3 separate regions of the Mus musculus genome follow, and all the other regions are linked to region 3. Evidence: chromatin contacts called from public HiChIP or PLAC-seq and promoter capture Hi-C data. All regions are on one chromosome and are shown on one strand. The core of a region is the stretch at or near the end of the contact, and the rest is flanking DNA. Distances in the headings are between cores, read along the strand shown. Region 1 holds the start of Relt (RELT tumor necrosis factor receptor). Region 2 holds the start of P4ha3 (procollagen-proline, 2-oxoglutarate 4-dioxygenase (proline 4-hydroxylase), alpha polypeptide III). Region 3 overlaps Mrpl48 (mitochondrial ribosomal protein L48).

Evidence for each region. Promoter capture Hi-C pulls out the DNA fragments that hold promoters and counts their contacts. HiChIP or PLAC-seq counts read pairs in DNA pulled down with a chosen protein or histone mark.
Region 1: a contact with region 3 is called in an H3K27ac HiChIP or PLAC-seq map of extraembryonic endoderm stem cells, with 2.1 times the contacts expected there. The contact joins the promoter of Relt here to the enhancer-like site in region 3. A contact is called at or near these places in 6 of 39 promoter capture datasets (cranial neural crest, embryonic stem cells, fetal liver and 2 more), 1 of 484 Hi-C or Micro-C datasets (CD4 T cells), 6 of 115 datasets of contacts at active chromatin or transcription factors (VIP interneurons, embryonic basal ganglia, embryonic midbrain and 3 more) and 3 of 9 other capture datasets (adipose tissue, liver and pancreatic islet).
Region 2: a promoter capture Hi-C map of embryonic stem cells shows a contact between it and region 3, with 2.1 times the contacts expected there. The contact joins the promoter of P4ha3 here to the enhancer-like site in region 3. A contact is called at or near these places in 3 of 39 promoter capture datasets (the 3T3-L1 cell line, embryonic stem cells and hematopoietic stem and progenitor cells), 1 of 484 Hi-C or Micro-C datasets (uterus) and 1 of 115 datasets of contacts at active chromatin or transcription factors (pancreatic cancer cells).

Annotation. Positions count from the first base shown.
Region 1 is chr7:100,861,930-100,865,911 of GRCm38.p6, reverse strand. Relt (RELT tumor necrosis factor receptor) reads left to right here and starts at 2,499. Exons shown (of 11, transcript NM_177073.6): 1 at 2,499-2,618.
Region 2 is chr7:100,283,044-100,287,103 of GRCm38.p6, reverse strand. P4ha3 (procollagen-proline, 2-oxoglutarate 4-dioxygenase (proline 4-hydroxylase), alpha polypeptide III) reads right to left here and starts at 1,584. Exons shown (of 13, transcript NM_177161.4): 1 at 1,378-1,584. The coding sequence starts at 1,571.
Region 3 is chr7:100,553,256-100,557,444 of GRCm38.p6, reverse strand. All of the region lies in intron 5 of Mrpl48 (mitochondrial ribosomal protein L48), which reads left to right. Among named protein-coding and RNA genes, the nearest start is that of Gm39059, 11 kb to the right of the region's middle. Within about 2 kb of position 1,969, at least 163 of the 459 cell types and tissues checked have an H3K27ac peak or open chromatin away from gene starts, as enhancers often do. A contact at or near this core is called in VIP interneurons, embryonic basal ganglia, embryonic stem cells and 3 more, where this site is marked.

The sequences.
Region 1 (3,982 bases), core at 1,250-3,749, 310 kb before region 3:
ATTATACCAATAAAACATTTCAAAAAAGGCTGAGAGATGGCTTGCTCCGTAAACTGCTTGTGACCTGAGTTCAGTCCCTAAAACCTAGGTCTATAAATAAACAAAAATAAAATAAAGGCTGGAGAGATGGCTCAGGGGTTAAGAACAGTGACTGTTCTTCCAGAGGATCCTGGGTCAATTCCCCCACTGACATGGAGGTTAACAATTGTATATAACTTCAGACGCCCTCCTCTGGCCTCCTTGGGCACTTGGCTTTCAAGTGGTGCCCAGACATATATGCACACAAAATGCTATACACATAAAATATAATAGAAAATTAAAACAAAATAAAACTGAGGAAAACGGTCACAGTGAAGCTTACCTTTCACCACAGCAGGCAGGAGGCAGAGGCAGGCGGGTCTCTGTGAGTCTGAGGCCAACTCAGTCTACATACATGGCGATGGCTCAATAAGGGGACTGTGTCTCAAAAAGAGAAAAACAAAAACTCGGAAGCAGAGAACATTCAGGCAAGTCTGAGCACGTCACTGCTCCCCAGTGGGTTTCCACCATGGACTGTGATGTGGGGCTCTGGGCCCATCCCCAGATTTGGGGGAGCACAGTTGACATTGAATGTATTGGTTTGTTTTTGTTTTTTGTTTTTCCAGGACAGGATGTCACTTTGTATCCTTGGCTGGCTTGCAGTTCACTATGTAGACCAGGCTGGCACAGAACTCAGGGAGATCTGGTTGTCTCTGCCTCCAGTGCTCTGGGGTTAGAAGCACAAGTCACTAGGCCTGCTGCGCTCATGATTTTGACACCAGTAACGTGGAACTTTTTCTGCCCTGTCCCCAAAACCTGGGCTCAGCCAGGTTAATGGAAACTCTCCCCTCCCTCTCGTCTCTCAGGTGTCCAGTTCTCCTCCTGGAATTTCCCAGGCTCTGGGGACCTGACCTTTCCTTTCCTTTCCTTTCCTTTCCTTTCCTTTCCTTTCCTTTCCTTTCCTTTCCTTTCCTTTCCTTTCCTTTCTGTGGCTCAAATTCTATGACTTAATTTGTTTACCAGCCCACCCATTCCCAACAGACATATTTACTTCCTCAACCTCTTCCGTGAGCTGTGATTATCCTGATTCCAGCCAGGCCTCTGTCTCCCGCACTGGGCTCCTCTGTGCTGTCCGAGTTTCATCTCATCCTGCTCTCCTGGCCACCTTAGATTCTTTGAATGATGCTGGGGGAGTGGGAAGGTAACGGAAGAGAAGGCTGTGGGAGCTGAGATGTGCTACTGCTAGTGCCACCGCACCACTACTGCTACTACCACCGCACCATACCACACACGGGCCCAGTTTATAACCATTGCAAGAGTGCAATGGTTACTTACTGCCTGGCTTCTACAACGATGTCTCATAGTGTTGGTCACTCTTTTTGTGTTTGCTTGCTTGTGAAACAATGTCTCCATATGTAGCCCAGGCTGGCTTGGAACTCAGGAGCTTCCTGCCTCTGCCTCCCAAATCCTGGCCTCCCAGTCCGTTACTTCTCCTGTCCTCCACTGGACACTGCGATGGCTGGCATTGGTGATAGAAGAGTGGGACCGCTGGTGTTAGGGGAGAGGATTGTCATTGTCATACCTACTTGGGGGAGGAACCAGCTACCCTGAAGGAAGGGGTATTTAGGCCAGGTTCCAAAGGAATTCACCAGGTGAGCATTCCTTATAGTCTCTCTTATTAGCTAGGTGGGGGATTCTAGAAACCAGCTTGGGTCTCATCCAAGACACTGAGGGTGCTCTTACCCACAACCAATTCCAAAGACTATTCCCAGGCAGTGGCAGCTGTGGCCCTAGTTACACAGGCAATGGTGACAGGATCTGAGTAGCATTCATGTCTCAAGCACCTTTTCGCTGCATCACACAAGCCCAGATTTCTTGGTTCGGAGCACACACACACACACACACACACACACACACACGCCCGCACGCGCGCGCGCACACACACACACACACCACACACACACACACACACACACACACGCCCGCACGCGCGCGCACACACACACACACACACACCACACATACACACACACACACACACACACACACACACACACACACACACACACGGCCGCGCCTCCCTGATGCGCCCCAAGGGATGCATGCGCACACACACACACACACACACCACACATACACACACACACACACACACACACACACACACACACACACACACACACACACACACACACACACACACACACACACACACACACACACACACACACACACACACACACACACACGGCCGCGCCTCCCTGATGCGCCCCAAGGGATGCATCTGAAGAACATCCTAGTCGTAGCCCCTGCAGTTCCTAGGAGGCTCAAGAGGTGGCGATGCGGAGCAGCGTGGCCTGGCGGGAGAATCGTGAGCCCTTGGCCCGCAGAGGGGCTCGGGGTTAGGGGCCGCAAGTCGGAGCTCTGACGTCGGGGGCGGGGCCAGAAGCCGTGACGCGAGGGGAGGGGCCGCGCAGCTTCCCGGCCAGGCCGGCGATTCATTCAAAAGGCGCGCAGGCTGCGCGGCCGGCCCCGAGCGCTCGCCTAGCGGGGCCCCGGCGCCGCGTCGGACGCTGAGCGAAGCTGGTGCTGCGGGCCAGGTAAGGAGGGTGCGCACGGCCCTCAGCCCCGCTCCGCTGCTCCGAGGAAGTTCTCCTGAGCGGCGGATGCGTCAGCCCCGCTCTCCTGCCCAGTCCCGTCCCATCCTGGTGCTGTCTACGCGTCCCGGAGCCCCCGGGCTGCGCGTCCTCCCGGCACCGCGCGCGGCGCAGTCTGTCAGAAGGTGCGCGAGAGGAAGCAGCGGAACTTGGCGTGCAAGGGGTCGGGGGAGCCCGGGAAACTTGGACTGACACCAAAGGCCGGCTGCGGGACGGGACGGCGGCGCCTCGGTGCGGCTGCAGCGCGGGGCGGCCGGGAAGGGGGGGGGTGTTCTGAACGGTGTCAGCCAGTGACTGTGGGTGACACGGCGCATGAGGCGGCCTGGCCCGGGCGAACGTGTGGCTGGGACACTGGGCGGTGACGCCGAGCCTAGCGGGCGACACAGAGGGGCTCTGTGTGTGAGGCAGGCAGAGTGTGTGTGATTGTGTATGTGAGAGACCCCAGGTCACTGGGGTCACTGTGTGTGGCCGGCCTGTAGTGTGACCCGGGCTAGTTGTGAGTATAAGGTAGAACAGAGGAACCCTAAATAACTTAAGCAAGCCCTGAATCACGGGGTCATAGGGTGCATGTGGGACGGGGTGGGGGGGGAGGGAGGAGAGAGAGAGAGAGAGAGAGAGAGAGAGAGAGAGAGAGAGAGAGAGAGAGAGACTGTCTGCCTGCCTGCCTGCCTAGGATAGAGTAAGACAAGGAGGAACCTGACACCTTCCAGTGTTTGAGGGGCCAAGGAAGATCAGGAGTCTAGGGAATAAAGATCTCTCTCCAAGACACCCTTAGAGTTCAGTTTAGTGAGTTTGCACGCAGACATGACCTAGCAGAGGAAGCCAGAATTGGGTGGGCTAGCCCCTCTGGCACAGAGAAGACCTGAGGTGGTCTCAGTCTCCACTCCACTCCACGCTCACACACACACACACACACACACACACACACACACACACACACTGAAGTCCCCAACATCTAGCAAGGCACTGTGTATTCTGTTTTGTGATCAGATCTACCCCTGCTAAGCCTCAGTCTCCCAGTCTGCAGAGAGGTGTGAATAGCCTGTGAATCATCACTTTGGGATCCTCTATTGTTTTTGGGTCAGTCTTCTCCATTCTCCTCTCCCCTCCAGACAGAAAGACTGCAGTGGGGGTGGGGGCAGGCGTCTGCTTGTGACACAATGGAGTGGTCCAAGGTTCCCATGTGTTGGTGAACAGTTGGAAACAGTCTTGCTCACAGTTGGTCAAGAAGATGTCAGGCTCCCACTCAAAAGCCACTGGCCCTTTAGATACTGAAACCTCAATCCAAAGACACTTCTCTACCCAGG
Region 2 (4,060 bases), core at 335-2,834, 270 kb after region 3:
CCTTTTTCCCTTCTTCCTCCTCTTCCCTTTTTTCTCCTCCTCCTCCTCCTTTTTTTTAGTATAGACAGGTGTCTTTTATTAGCTTTTCCTAAACTTGTCTCCTGCTTACAGCCTGTTTTTCTTAGTGTAAGAATGTAATCTGCAGGTTTTTTTTTTTTAACAAACCAATTTGATACTGCAACTCAAACAAATGCGTGTCTAACTACAAGCCATCAGTTGCCACCAATGGCATTTGAAGAGCAGACTGCAGGATTAAGCCAACCCTTACGAAACTGGCTGTCCTTCATGACCATTTCTTATAAACATTTGTGGGAGTGGAGCAGGGCGGGTTGGCATGGGAATGGATTTGAAATTTAAAGTTACTGGAAATCAAATGATGTGCTTCTGCTCTGTCTAGACAAGTTTGTAAGATCAATTGGATTTATGTGGAAACAACTGTGCCTTATAGTCCGTGGGCTTCTCAGTGTCCAAAGCAAAGAAGGCACAAGACATGTTGGTATCATATGCAAGCATTCCTTTTTCATCTTGGACACTGATTAGTGCTCTAAGTCCCACACTTTACAACAGTTTACCTTCCAGGATCTAACTCTACTTTGCTGACTGCATAAAAAATAATGTTGGCTGTGTGTTTGTGCACACTACTCCCAGTATTACCCCGTGTGAAGTAGTTTTTCACAGTGTTTTCTTTGGAGTCAGACATTTTCACATACATACAACCTCTCAGCTACTACTTACATTCAGAGAACTTTTACCCATGGAAAAAGAAATAAGAGCTATAATGGTCACCACAGCATTCTACTGTGTCAGCAGTAACTTGACAAGAAGTCCAAGGTCATTTGCTGCTTGACACAGTATTTGTGAGATCCAACTGGACTCTAGAATCTCCATGCTACCTACACTTTTTCACAGTGTATCAACTTGGACATGTGAAGGTGGATGGGGGGTGGTGTCACACCCCGGGGTGTGTGTTTGTGTGTGACAGAGACAGAGAGTGAGAGACAGAGAGACAGGGAGAGACAGAGAAACAGAAAGAGACAGAGACACGGACAAACACACATACATACAGACACATAGACACAGAGAGAGACAGAGACCGGAACAGAGAGACAGAGACACACACACAAAGAGGCAGAGAGACAGGCACAGAGACAAAGAGACAGACACAGACAGACAGACAGACAGACACAGAGAGTGAGAGAGAGGGAGAGAGAGAGAGAGAGAGAGAGAGAGAGAGAGAGTGACACAGAACTCCTCATTCCCCTTCAAAGTGTCTCAGGGTCCCCACCACATGACAGTTGGGTCTGGAAGTCACTTTGGGCCTCAGTTACTCCTCACCCTCAGTCGCTGAGCATCCCGGCTCCCTGGAGACGCCCTCACCTGGTCAAGTCGCGCAGCCGCGCCTCCTCGCCGCGCAGGTAGCGCCTCAGTGTCCCCAGCAGCCTGCGCTCGGGCGCCAGGGCGCGCGCCACGCTGGTCAGCGCGGAGAACGTGTCCTCCCGCCCCGTGGCCGCCGCGGGGTCTCCCCCGAGCGCCAGCAGCGCCAGCAGAGCCAGCCGCGCCCCTGGGCCCATCGCAGGGTCGCGCGTCCCTCCGCGCTCTCGCCCGGCGCCGCCCCGGCCCGCCCGCCCGCCCGCAGCCTTCCGTCGCCCGCCCTTGGCCGCCTCCGTCCCCTCAGCACTGAATTCCTTAGTGCCTGGCCCGCCGCTAACTCCACACTGATTCCACCGTGCCTGTCACATTTGGGGGAACTGAGGCGAGCGCGGGTGAGCAGTGATTTCTCTAGTTACAGCCGTGCTGAGCCATCATCCAAATTCCTCCTGTGGGACAGGGGAGGACACAAAAACCTCTGGATTATGAGGGGAACTCCAAAGGGTGACACAGCATGGTGACAGAAGTGCAGGTGGCTGGGGCAGAGGGGTAAAGTCTTCACAGAGGACAGGACCTCAGGTGATCTTGAAAGATGGCTAGGACTTACAGAAGCTGAAACTCTAGGATCGAGTCACTACAGAGTCACACAAAAATACCATCATTATATTCTACTAGGCTGCTTGTTTCTTTCACCCCGCTATCCCTTTTGCCCAGCAATGTTTATTCATTTACTCATTCATTTAAGTGTTCAGTAACATCTGTGCTATAGTAGGTGCAGATGCAGCCCGCTGCTCATAAAGGGAAATGGAAATGTAAACCACCATAAAAACACAAAATGGGCAACCACAGGCTGTGTGCAATGGGTGAGGACCTCATCCCCAAAGAGGGGCTTCCCCTGGCATGCTTTGATGGGGAGAGAGCTTCACAGAGTCAATGTGTGTAGTTCTAACAGTATCTTGACTTTAGGCCATCCTGGATTATCCTGGTGAGCTCAACGCAGTTGCCAAGGTCCTTTTAAAAAGGCAAAGAAAAAGCCGGGCGGTGGTGGCCCACGCCTTTAATCCCAGCACTTGGGAGGCAGAGAAACCCTGTCTCGAAAAACAAACAAACAAACGGCAAAGAAAGATACAGGACAATAACAGCCAAATCAGAGACTTGATGATGCTGTGTTGCGACTTTGAAAATGGATAAACGGTCTGTGAGTAACAGGTTGTAGGTAGCTTCTAGAAGGTTGAGAAGGCTGGGGGACAGATCTTTCCTAGTCTGCAGGAAGAACAGATCTGCCAATACCTTGATTTTATCTCGTGACACCTATTCGTTACGGTTTGAATTTGAAATGAACCTCACAGTTTCATCCTCTTGAATACTTGGTAAAAACCAAGCTATGGAGCTTTGGGGAAGTAGGGCTTACATACTCCACTAGGTTCACTAAGGCTTCACTGCTGGCCAGAGCCATCAGGTTTCTGTCTGCTGGATGTGAGCACCGGCCACATATGCTAGCCACCAGACGGGGCAAGACCTGCCAACACACCTTCCTTTTCATGATGGGCTCCAGGAGTCAAAGAAATCTTTTCTCTGTTACAGTGTGTCTGTCAGATATCTGGTCACAGTGCTGAAAAAGTCTAATACATCGGTTCAGACTTCTGAATTCTGAGGCAGTAGGATAAAAAAATCTGGGTTATTATAAGCCCCAGAGTTTGTGATAACTTGTCTAAGCAATAGGAAACTTGGGCGGGTGAGAAGGCCAGCAGCTAAGAGTGCATACACACTGCTCTTACTGAAGGCCTGAGCTGAGTTTTCCCCATCCACGTCCATATAGGGTGTTACATAAATTATTGTATGTTAAACCAACCTCAAATGCCTAATGTAAATCCTCTTAGGTCACAATGCACATTCACATTAATATGTTGCTGGATTTTGTTTGTTGATATTTTGTTGTAACATTTTTGTATCTTTATTATAAGAGAAGGTAGCCCATAGTTTTCTCGAATTATTTTTGTCTGGTCTTTATATCAATGTAAAACTAATTTCAGAGATCACAGTGGGAATTGTTCCCTCCTTTCCTACAGTTTAGAAGAATCTGGAAAGGATTGAAATTTGTTCTTCTTTGAGTAGCTTGAAGAATTCACCATTAAAGTCAGTTAATTCTAAGCTTTCTTTTGGGAGATGTTTTGGTTCTTGATTCAGTCTCCATAGCAACTGTTTTAGAGCAGGCTGCATGGCAATGGAGTCTCTTAATGTTCTTTCCTCTAGGATTGCTTTATTGCTGAGGCTTGTCTCCCTGGCTATAAAATTTCACGTTCACATTGCTTTCCTTCTGGCACCTTAACGTTCTCTGTCCTCTGTGGAAAATGCCCAGCTCCTTCAGTCACTCTGGTAACGTTCTCTCTAGCTAGTTTCAAAGAGTTTTCTGTCATATTTCCTTTGCTTTTATCTTTCAGCAGTTTAATGCTAGGCATCGAATTCTTTGAGTTTGTCCTTTTTAGAGGTCACTTAAATGTCTTGCTTCTGTAAGTTGTGACTTTTATCAAATTTGAGAACTGGTCCTACTTTTTTTTTTTTTTCCTGAATTGTCTTGAATTTTTTGAATGCAGAAATCTGGTACTTCCTATCAGGTCTTTGAGGCTCGGGTTATTTTTAAAGTGATTTTTCTCTCATTCACATTACACACTTTCTGTGGATCTGTGTTTAA
Region 3 (4,189 bases), core at 720-3,219:
GTGACCTGAACCCCAGTCTAGCACTTCCTAATCTTTGCAGCAGAGGCGGGTGTCGGCCTTGGAATCTTGGATGAGCACTGCTGTCTTGCTAGGATTTATGACATGATTTTGTTTTCATTGTATTTATTTTTAACTTGCCGTCTACTTATGGCAGCTGATATGGGTCTTCATTAGTAATCATGATGTAAAGGTAAACTTTTTGCGTTGTCATTTTCCTTTGGTGAAAATGTTCTGTGAGCTGTAACTAGAGGACACAAGTAGAATCAGTTCGGTTATAATCAAGATATAAACATTTCAGTCATCCTGAATTCTATGCTTCTGCAGTCAACTCCTTTCCCACAAATCCTTGCTAACTTCTAATCTGTTTCCTTTCCCTTTGCCTGTAGTTTTGTCTCTTTCAGAATGCCATATAAGTGGGAAAAAAAACCAAACAAACCATGTTCCTTTTGAATATAGCACTCCTCACTTAGAATAATACAGTCAAAACTTACCCATACTTGTCTGCATCACACACTTTGCTCCTTTCTGTTGCTCAGTAGCATCTCATTATAAAATGTGCTTCAGTTCCCATTTGCTAATTGAAGGGTATTTATGCTTCTAATTTTTGGCAATTATAAATAAAGCCACTACAAATAGGTATGAGTTTCTGTGAGAACAAAGTTTTCATTTCTATGTAAGACTGTGATTTATGGTCAAATGGTAAATATGGCACAGTTTGAATGTGTAGGAGACTCTGCAAACGTCTTACCAGTGGCTGTACACCTCCTCCCTCACAGCAAAGCATGAATTCATATGCTTATACAGCTCACATTTCTTCTTAAAAGTAATTTTTTAAGTGAGATGGTTTTTTAAAAGGGTAAATAACAGCTCAGGTAGTTTGTCATGATAGCAAGATTATAGGTAGATGCATAGCATGTGAACATACAAAAATGACCATTTCTTTTTTAATATTAACACATTCCCATTTTACACACCAGGAAACCAAAGATCTGAAAGACTGAAGTCTTTCCTTCCCCTCTTCTCACCCCTCCCACCCTCTTTTCCTTTCTTCTTCTCTTTATTTTGAGATAGGGTTTTATGTAGCCCAGGCTGGCCTTGAACTCACTATGTAGCTGAGGCTGATCCTCCTGCTTCCCTCTCCAGGTCCTGGGATTAATGGCTCATACCCCCATGGTTTAGTTAATTCCGTGCTAGGAATTGAACCCCAGGCTTCCTGCTTGCTAGGCAAGTACTCTAGCAACTAAGCTTTATCTTCAATCCAGCCCTGATTTTTTCTTAGGTTCCATCTTGTTTATTATTTCTCCAAGAAAGCTTATTAATAAGTTAAATCCTTCTGTAATATATTCCGGAGAAATAAAGGATATACAAATTCCTTTTCTTTACGTGCATTTTTTTTATCCTTAGACTTATTTTCTATGATTTTCCAGATTATGTTCTGTATTATGTTAAATTCTATAAGGCAGGGGCTGCTTCTGTCTCCTCAGTGGCCCAGCCCCAGGCCCTGGCCTGGTCTGCAGTGCATTCTAGGCGCGGAGTAAATGGCGGTTGATTTGGATTGTGCCCCAGCCCTCATGGCCATGCTTCCTAGCACAGCGGGATGAATGGCACCCTGGTTTCTGCTTCTCTCTTGGCTCCTCGCTGCAAATAGCTCAGCATAAAGAGCTGTTTGTTTTCACCCAATCTCTGCACTGGCTGACTGAGCTTTGCCAACTGTTGTATCACTGCACATTCACGTTGCCCAGCTTTTCGGAGATGAATTTGTTTTCTCATGGTTTTCATTTAATTTTTCCTCTGGAGTGGGGATGGAGCTCTGAGGGTACTACTGTCTGTGACCTTGAGTTGGAATTGGGCTGCAAGCGCAGCTCGCAGCTCGCCAGGTTTTGTTCTGCACGGGGTCTGGAATGCGCAGCTGCTGCTCCTGCGGCAGAGCAGAGCAGAGAGGAGGCCTCTCTCCTGATTTGCCTGCTTCCCTTTGCTAAGCAGCTGCCTAGGGGGACAGAAATGACACTCAGCTGACCAGCCTGTGTTCATGGAGAATGTACCAGTGAACATCATTAGCTCTGAGGCAACTCATCTTTCCTCTTTTAAAAAAAATCTACTTTCAAAAAAGAATTTTTTTTTTTTTTTTAGAATAGCTTTGTGTGTTTCTGGATAATTTTGGTTTTGTTTTGGCAGCACCAAGCTTTGAGTGTGAGCCTTGTGCATGCTCAGCAGGCCTCTCCCCAACCCCGGCTTTCCCCTGGTATTTACTGTGCTAGGGGTGGAGCCCAGAGCCTTATCTGAAGTCCAAAGAGCGCATTGACAACTGGGTTGACTCTTCAAATAGTTTGGTTTTTTTCTCTTTTCCCTTTTGTGTCTCTGCTGTTTGATCCGATTTTATTCATTGCAGGAAAACTGGAAAGTGCAGAGAATGCAGATGAGTGAACAGAAAGGACCTGTACTTAAGGACTTAAAGGCGTATGCTACTTTGGAAGGGCCCGTTTCCTCAGTGTTTACTTACTTATTTATCCATTTAAAGTTAGTATATATCCAAAATGGCCTTGGACAATCTAATCATTCTGCCTCTACCTCCCAATACTGCTGGTATTACAGGGTTGTGTGTGTGTGTGTGTGTGTGTGTAGGCCAGACGTCTTCCTCAGTTGATCTCTACCTCATTTTATTTGTTTGCTTGTTTTGGGGGTTTCGAGTCAAAGTTTCTCTATGTAGCCATGGGATTGAAGTTGTGTACCACCACTGCCTAGCTCCTAAGTATATTTTTAAAAATTATTTTCTTTTGTATGTATGACTGTTTTACCTGAGTGTGAACCACATGCATGCCTGGTGCCTGGTGAGTCCAGAAGAGGACATTGGAGCTCCTGGAATTGGAGCTACACATGGTTATGAGTTGCCGAGTGGGTGCTGGGACTCAAGCCTGGCTTCCCTGGAAGAACAGCTAGTGCTCTTAACTGCTGAACCATTTCTCCAGCATCCTAAGTACATTTTTATGTCCTGTTAAATCACTACTTCACCCATGAAGCCATCCCTGGACCCCCTTTTCTCTGAGATATTTGACACTCTTTGAAGGCACAGACTTCATTTGTCCCTAGAATGCCTAGGGCAGAGCAGGCTATTAATAATTTTTTATGGTTACATTTATTTATGTGTATGTGTGTGCATACGTGCATGTGCCCAGCACAGCTGGAGGTGAGAGGACAGCTGTGGGAGTCAGTTCTCTCCTTCCACCATGTAGGTCCCAGGGATTGAACTTAGATGGTCAGGCTTGGTGCCTGGTACCTTTATCCACAGAGCCATCTTACAGGCTTACAATGTTTTGCATTGCAATGTAAATGGCATGGTTAGTGGCCATTCTAGCCAGTCAGTCTTCCCTGCAGACTGCTCAGAGGGTAGGTAGCCTCTCATACTCTCTACTGCTAACAAACTCCCACAGAGTTATTTTATGTGACCTTTCATAAAGAGTCTATGGTTGTGTCCCCACTTTTAAATATTATGGATTGATTACCATATTTGTATGGAAAGAGGCAATCCGAGATTGTGCTGGGGTGGTCCGAGCTGCTGTTTGGAGCAGGTACCTCAAGGAGTCCACAGTACTCAGGAATTCACAACCATTTGTCAGAGCACAGGAAACTGCTTTTGAGGGTGTAGGATGGCAGGCAAGTTGCTGTGTAGTCTCAATCATGGCTGCAAACCTGTGACAAGGCATGTTCTTCTCACTCCCTAGCTGAGAGACAGACACACAGAAAGAGGGCTGGATTGACCTGGGAGTCAGGCAGGGAGTAAGGGCGGGACTGGTCTTAAATCTGGGACCATCAGGTTTCTGTTCCGATTTTGGTCACACTAAGTGTCCTTCTGTAGAGGTCCATCCATAGAGACCATTTGATGAAACTGTGGGACGTAGAACATTGGGGGTTCTATTGTCAATATTAGTATTTCATTCTCTTCAATTTGATGAACTTTTTGGTGAGAGGAATACAGTATTAATACCGTACTTCCTGCTAAAACATTAGTTTATTTTTACCACCACACCTGATCCTCAGTGTCCTCACAGAGGCTCAGATTGTAATTTCATTTACTTACGAAGCTCAGGGGGAGAGGTATCTCACCAAAGCACGGATTGCTGGTAAATGGGAGACTCCAGACACACTGCTCTTTTCCCTGTAGAACTTGGCCTACGGAAGCTAATAGAGTGAG